Linked DNA regions of Sus scrofa: region 1 is linked to region 2. A link is a contact called in public HiChIP or PLAC-seq data. All regions are on one chromosome and are shown on one strand. Each heading gives the region's core, a stretch centred on a gene start, on an enhancer-like site or on the middle of the called end of the contact. The rest is flanking DNA. Distances are from core to core; before and after follow the strand shown.

The links. HiChIP or PLAC-seq counts read pairs in DNA pulled down with a chosen protein or histone mark.
Region 1: an H3K27ac HiChIP or PLAC-seq map of alveolar macrophages shows a contact between it and region 2. The contact joins the promoter of NOP2 here to the promoter of LRRC23 in region 2. A contact is called at or near these places in 2 of 2 datasets of contacts at active chromatin or transcription factors (alveolar macrophages and skeletal muscle).

The regions. Positions count from the first base shown.
Region 1 is chr5:64,104,756-64,107,455 of Sscrofa11.1, reverse strand. NOP2 (NOP2 nucleolar protein) reads right to left here and starts at 1,347. Exons shown (of 16, transcript NM_001244246.1): 1 at 1,248-1,347; 2 at 852-958. The coding sequence starts at 954. CHD4 (chromodomain-helicase-DNA-binding protein 4) reads right to left here. Exons shown (of 40, transcript XM_021092425.1): 40 at 2,244-2,700. LOC102162288 (a long non-coding RNA gene) reads left to right here and starts at 1,560. Exons shown (of 2, transcript XR_297162.3): 1 at 1,560-1,733; 2 at 1,941-2,455.
Region 2 is chr5:63,835,363-63,838,062 of Sscrofa11.1, reverse strand. It overlaps LRRC23 (leucine-rich repeat-containing protein 23), which reads left to right and starts at 1,434. Exons shown (of 8, transcript XM_013987385.2): 1 at 1,434-1,559. SPSB2 (splA/ryanodine receptor domain and SOCS box containing 2) reads right to left here and starts at 1,278. Exons shown (of 3, transcript NM_001243315.1): 1 at 1,099-1,278; 2 at 207-954. The coding sequence starts at 870.

The DNA.
Region 1 (2,700 bases), core at 98-2,597, 270 kb before region 2:
ATAACTATACAAATTAACCTCTCAGCATCCATTTCCTCGGCAGTGCCTCTCTCACAGGACACAGAGAATGAAGTGATATAATGTGTCCAGCGGGTTCAGCATTGTATTTACCACTTACCTATACTTCAATAAACTGCATCTTTTAGACAATACTCAACACAAACTACCTGCAGTAGACTCCTGACCAAGTGGGAGCCAGCTCTGTGCCTTCCCATCTCCTCTACAATGCAGTTCACAGTGACTGGACTGTCCCGTTCCCAACTTCCACCTGCTAAAATGTCACCCACTTCTCAAAACCCAACTTCTTTTTTCTCCTTCTCTTCTTTTTTTGTCTTACAATCTTTTGTGTCCAGGGCTGATTTTCAATAGATCACACCAAGGGAGCTGCATGGCTACCTATGAAACCCCCACACAGAAGCAGGTCATCTAAGAAGAGCTTAGTGCAAAACCCAACTTCTTGGAAGTTCCTGCTGTGGTGCAGTCGCTTAACGATCAGTATGGTAGGTCACAGCTCCAGTTTGGATTCGCTCCCTGGCCTGGGAACTTCCACATGCTGCCGAGACGGCCAAAAAAAAAAAAAAAAAGTCACAAAATCTTTTCAAACTTGGCAACTCCGTGGAATCCTGCTTCCTCTGAAGGCCCTAAACATTAAACCACACATCTCCTTGCATGGGAACTTGTGCCCGTCACATCTTCCCTAATTTCTAAACGTTTATGAGATTGTTCCATTCATATTTACTTCCTAATAACTCATGAACACACAATCTAAAAAACTGAGGGATTACACTACAGATGGAAGAACGGCGCAAAAGCTAGAGAATCGGAAGGGGACGGGCACGCCTGACCCTTACCTGCAGGCAAGAATCTGACGAGTTCGGTCTCAGCACCTTTCTGCTTTCGGGCCTTTCGGCCCGGCCCGCGTTTCTCCTTCGTAGGGTCCAATTTGCGCCCCATGGTACTGAGGAAAACAAAAACGAGAGACAGTAGAGTGGCGCGTGTTGTCCGGGAAAGGCAGAGAGCAGACGAAGCAAGTTGAAGTGGAAAAGGGCACTGCCTTGACGAGAACCTCGACTCAGCAGCCCCACTGCCCCTCGAGGCCTGGCCACACCTCCACTACACGCTGAGCCCCGGGCCCTGGGTCCCACACCGCTGGTACAACGTCCCCTTCCCACGCCCCGGTCCAAGTGGACGCCTCACCCTTCCTTCCTCGACTTCCTGCAGAAGACCCGCCCGAAGCTGCAGCTCACCTGGAAGCGGGTCCAGTCCCGAGAAGGCCCTAGGAAGCAGCGACAGCACTCCACGTGTGGTGCGGGGCTGGCGCTCCGACGCCACACCACGGGAACGTCTCGCGCAAGCGCACAGCGCGCCCGCTGAGGCCCCGCCTCTTCCGGGCTTCCCGTCCGCCGCGGAAGCCGGAAGTTTCATTCGCGCGGCCGCGCGGGGCAGGCGGTGCAGAGGGCGGCCGGGGAGGACCGCTCTGCTCTCTCCCAGGTGGAGAAGGCGGCGCGTAGGGGGACGCCTTTAGCTTCCCCGCCCTTCCCTCCAGATGTGGGCCTTACGCCTTATGGCGGATTTCGTCCGAAAAACTGGTACCCAAAAGACGGCCCCTCCCTTCGGACGGAGGCGTCAGAGCCGGACCCTCTTTCGCCCCACGTCTCAAGGTCGCACCCACTCCCAAGTCCTGTGACTTTGAAACCTTCTTCCTTGACACCATACCCCGCGCTGCCCCTCAGGTAAGGGAACTCTCTGCCTTGGTTCCCATACGAGAGGTCGGGAGGACGGCATCTTGTGTTCTCACTTCACACAAACAGAAAACCCAGAGCAGCCTTTCTTGAAATAAACCCTAAGGTGGTGCTTAGCAGCTGTTCAAAACTGCTCCGGCACTTCGCTGGTTTGTCTTCGCAATGTTGCGAGGAAGATTCTCCTTTGATTCTCTACAGCAGACATCTACAGCCTGGAGACGGCCGCGAAGCTGGGAGTCAGGCTTAGGCTGTGAACCCAGGGGGCTCCGGAGCTCCTCGCAGCGTGCAGGTGGTGGCGGCCGGAGCACGAGGGTAGGTGCACAGTCCAGATTTCGTGGAGTCTCAGGACACAAGGAAACCCTTGGTCTTCAGCTGCACTGTCCCAAGGCTCCCGTCGGACACACCCACCTGCACCTACACCCACACTGAACCAGAGCACTAAAATACAAGGAAACTTTTATTTTCAATTTTTGTCAAGAAATTTGCTGTGGTTTTTTATGCTTTTGGTTCTTTTCCTTTTTTTTTTTTTTTTTTTTTCCAACTTTATTTCATTCTAGCCGCTCAGGGGCTGGAGCCGCTGGGTTCCTGGTATTAAAAAGATGCCAACAGAGGTAGCTGTGTCTCGCCCAGGGGCCCGGCCCACTGTGAATACCCCCCAAAAAGGAGAAATGAAAACACAAAATAAACCAACAAAATAAAACCAAAAGGAGGAAGAAATTCAGATCATTTTCTTCAAGCCTGGCGGGAACCCACAACAGTTTGTGTGTAACAGACGTTACAGTGGGGAGAAGCCAGGGCCCAAAAGGCCAGCCCGCCAGCTCCCTGCAGATGGCGCCGGCGCTACTGCTGCATGTCTCTCCAGCAGGAAGGGCACCACTGCCCCTCACTCCCTCCCCTCCCCCAGTGCACTGGGGGCTGTTCCTCTACAGCTTGGAAGATGGGGCAGAAGGGAGGAGAG
Region 2 (2,700 bases), core at 185-2,684:
GTGAAGTTCCTTAGCCATTCCTGGCACTGAATAGGGAAAGGAGACATGTCAGATGAAGGTGGAGCTGCTGGCCCAGGCTTTGAGCCAGGAGACCTGTCAGATGAAGGCACACTACTTACAACGCCTCTTGGAAGGCGTTGAGCTTGCATCCCAGACCACAGCCACCAGGGATAGAACACTCTCCCCAGACCTGCCCCAGGCCTCACCTCTCCTTTCGCCCAGGTAGCTGATGCGGACGTGGCACTGGCCCCAGACAGCGCTTACTGCTGGATAGAGGGTCCTGCCCTTCAGTCCACGGAAGGCTGGCCCCAGGTAGGTGCCCCCAATAGCGTAGCCCAGAGTTCCCTCCTCCATGTCCAAAACCACCAGCAGCCTCTCCGGCACCTCCAGGTGCTCACCTTGAAGTCCGGGGGGATACCGGGGGGCCCCGGGCCCCTTGCTCTGATGGTACAGCTTCCCCCGCCCAATGTCCCAACCCCACGACTCGCTGTTGCTGCCCAGCAGCGCCGCATAGTGGTCAGCTTGCAGCGGGGCGAGGGCCGTGGCCACGCCCACCACGGCGTGGGTGCCTCTCTGTTCCCGGGGCCAGCTGATCTCCCAGGCGTGCAGGCCTCTCGAGTAGCCCCTCTTACCCCGGACCCCATCAGTGCTCTGGGCCACAGGCCGCCGCTCAAAGCACAAGCCCCCTTCCTTGACCTCGATGTTCTCTGAGCAGTCCTTGGGGTTCCAGCCGTGACGCCGTTGGGCCCCTAGGTCAGGAGGGGGAGCAGAGAGCAGCTCCTCCAAGCCCTCGGGACAAGAGAGGTCAGGGTACAGGGGCTGTGGGGTGGGGGTGCTGCTGCTGCCCCCTGCCAAGGCCGTCTGGCCCATGGAGGTGAGAAGCTGGAGGATTCCCCAAAAGAGGCTTGCTGGGACGTCTCTCTTCGGAAAGTTGAGCTCCCGCTTGGGATCGACCTAGAGAGAAGTTGGGGGAGAGGAGGATCCTGGAGGGACTCCACACCTAGGCGCCTCATCCTTTCCCCCAGCTCTGCTCACTGCCCCACTCCTCCCGCTCAGCTCCCCGAAAGCTCCTAGATCCATCATCTTGCCCTCACCCACCTGTCCGCGTCTCCTGAGACGCGCGAGTTTGTCGCCTTAGGTCTGTCCAGGGACCGTCCCCTTCGCCCGCTCCTGCTCCTGTCCCTGCCCCCGAACCACGCTCAGCTTCCCGTGCCGGGAGGTCGCCGGCCCTCGGGAGGAGCCCGGCCGAAAGTCGCCGAGGAGCTCCGGCTCCAGAACGCCGGCCGCTTCCGCCCCCAACCCCTCCCGCAGGCCTCGCCCCGCCCCAGGCCACGCCCCTAAGGGCCCTCTGGGGCAGTTAACCCTCTAGTCGCCACCCCAGGTCGCGCCCCGCCGGAGACCCCGCCCACACGGGCCCCTCCGGGGCGGTCAAAACTCGGCACCAGGGGCGGCTGCGAAGGTCAAGCAGTGAGTAGAGCCCACTCGCGGGCGGTTAACCTCTGGACACCTTCCAAGCAGCCCGCAGCCCCCAGGCCTCGCCCCCGCGAGGAAGCCGCCAGGTACTTAACCCTTCCCTGGCCCGCCAAGCTCAGAGTTAACCTTTTCATGGTATCATCGCTTTGAGGTCCCTGGAGGTCTTTTCACCGTTAAGAACTTTGAGCAGCCTGGGGATATAGGGCCGGAGGTCAAGTAAGGTCTGCCATTGTGGTGACATCTGTTTCCCAGGCCTTCTGATTCTGGGTCACTGTTGCTTGGGCTGGTCATTCTCCGACCCGGGTTGTGAGTCAGCCGGTTCTAAGCCTGAGGTTCTATACGCTGAGTTTCTAGCTCAGAGGGGTAGGTGTCATAGGGCTGCATCCTGTTCTAGCCTTCATCTGCCCTGTCCATCCATTCCTGAGCTGTGGGCCTCACCTGGCAGAGTGTGGTGGTCCAGACCTTGCTTGGGAGGGAAACAATGTCACTAATTATCTCTGTGACCTTGGGGAGGTTGCCACACTTCTCTAAACCTGTTTTCTCTTTCCTAAAATGGGCATAATGATGGTACTTACCTCAGGGTTGTTATGGAGTTGAAACAGTCCAAGTAAAGCACTTAGCAAGGAACCCTTGATATCGTATGCATTCACTAAGCTTAGCTAGTCCTATTTCTTTAACATTTTCTAAGTGACTATTCTGTAGAGAGGTAATAAAATATAGTGGTATTTAGCAACTGTGGAGCCAGGCTGACAGGGTGTGCAAATCCCTGAAGGCGGGTATGCAGGAGAACTTTGGCAAATTCCTGAACCACCCCCGTACCTGTTTTTTCTTCTGTAAAAGGGGGATACTATTGGTATGAACTGCATAAGCTATAGTGAGGATTCAGTGATGTTACACATACATATGTGAAGCCCTTAGAACCGTTTCTGATTCAAATTTAATCATTTGTGCGAAGCACTGAAGATGACGCAGTGAATCCGCAAGGAGTTTACAAGGATATTTATAAAACAGTTTTGTCATGTAGTAGATAAAATTCTGGTTATACAAAAAGTCCTATGGGAGTAAAAAGGATGGGACTCCACGGATCAAGCACTTTGGAAAGTGTCGTGGAGCAGATGACACTGGGCTGAATCTTTAAGATTGACAAGAGGAGGAGTTCCTCTTGTGGCTCATTGGGTTAAGAACTCCACTAGTATCCATGAGGATTTGGGTTAGATCCCTGGCCTT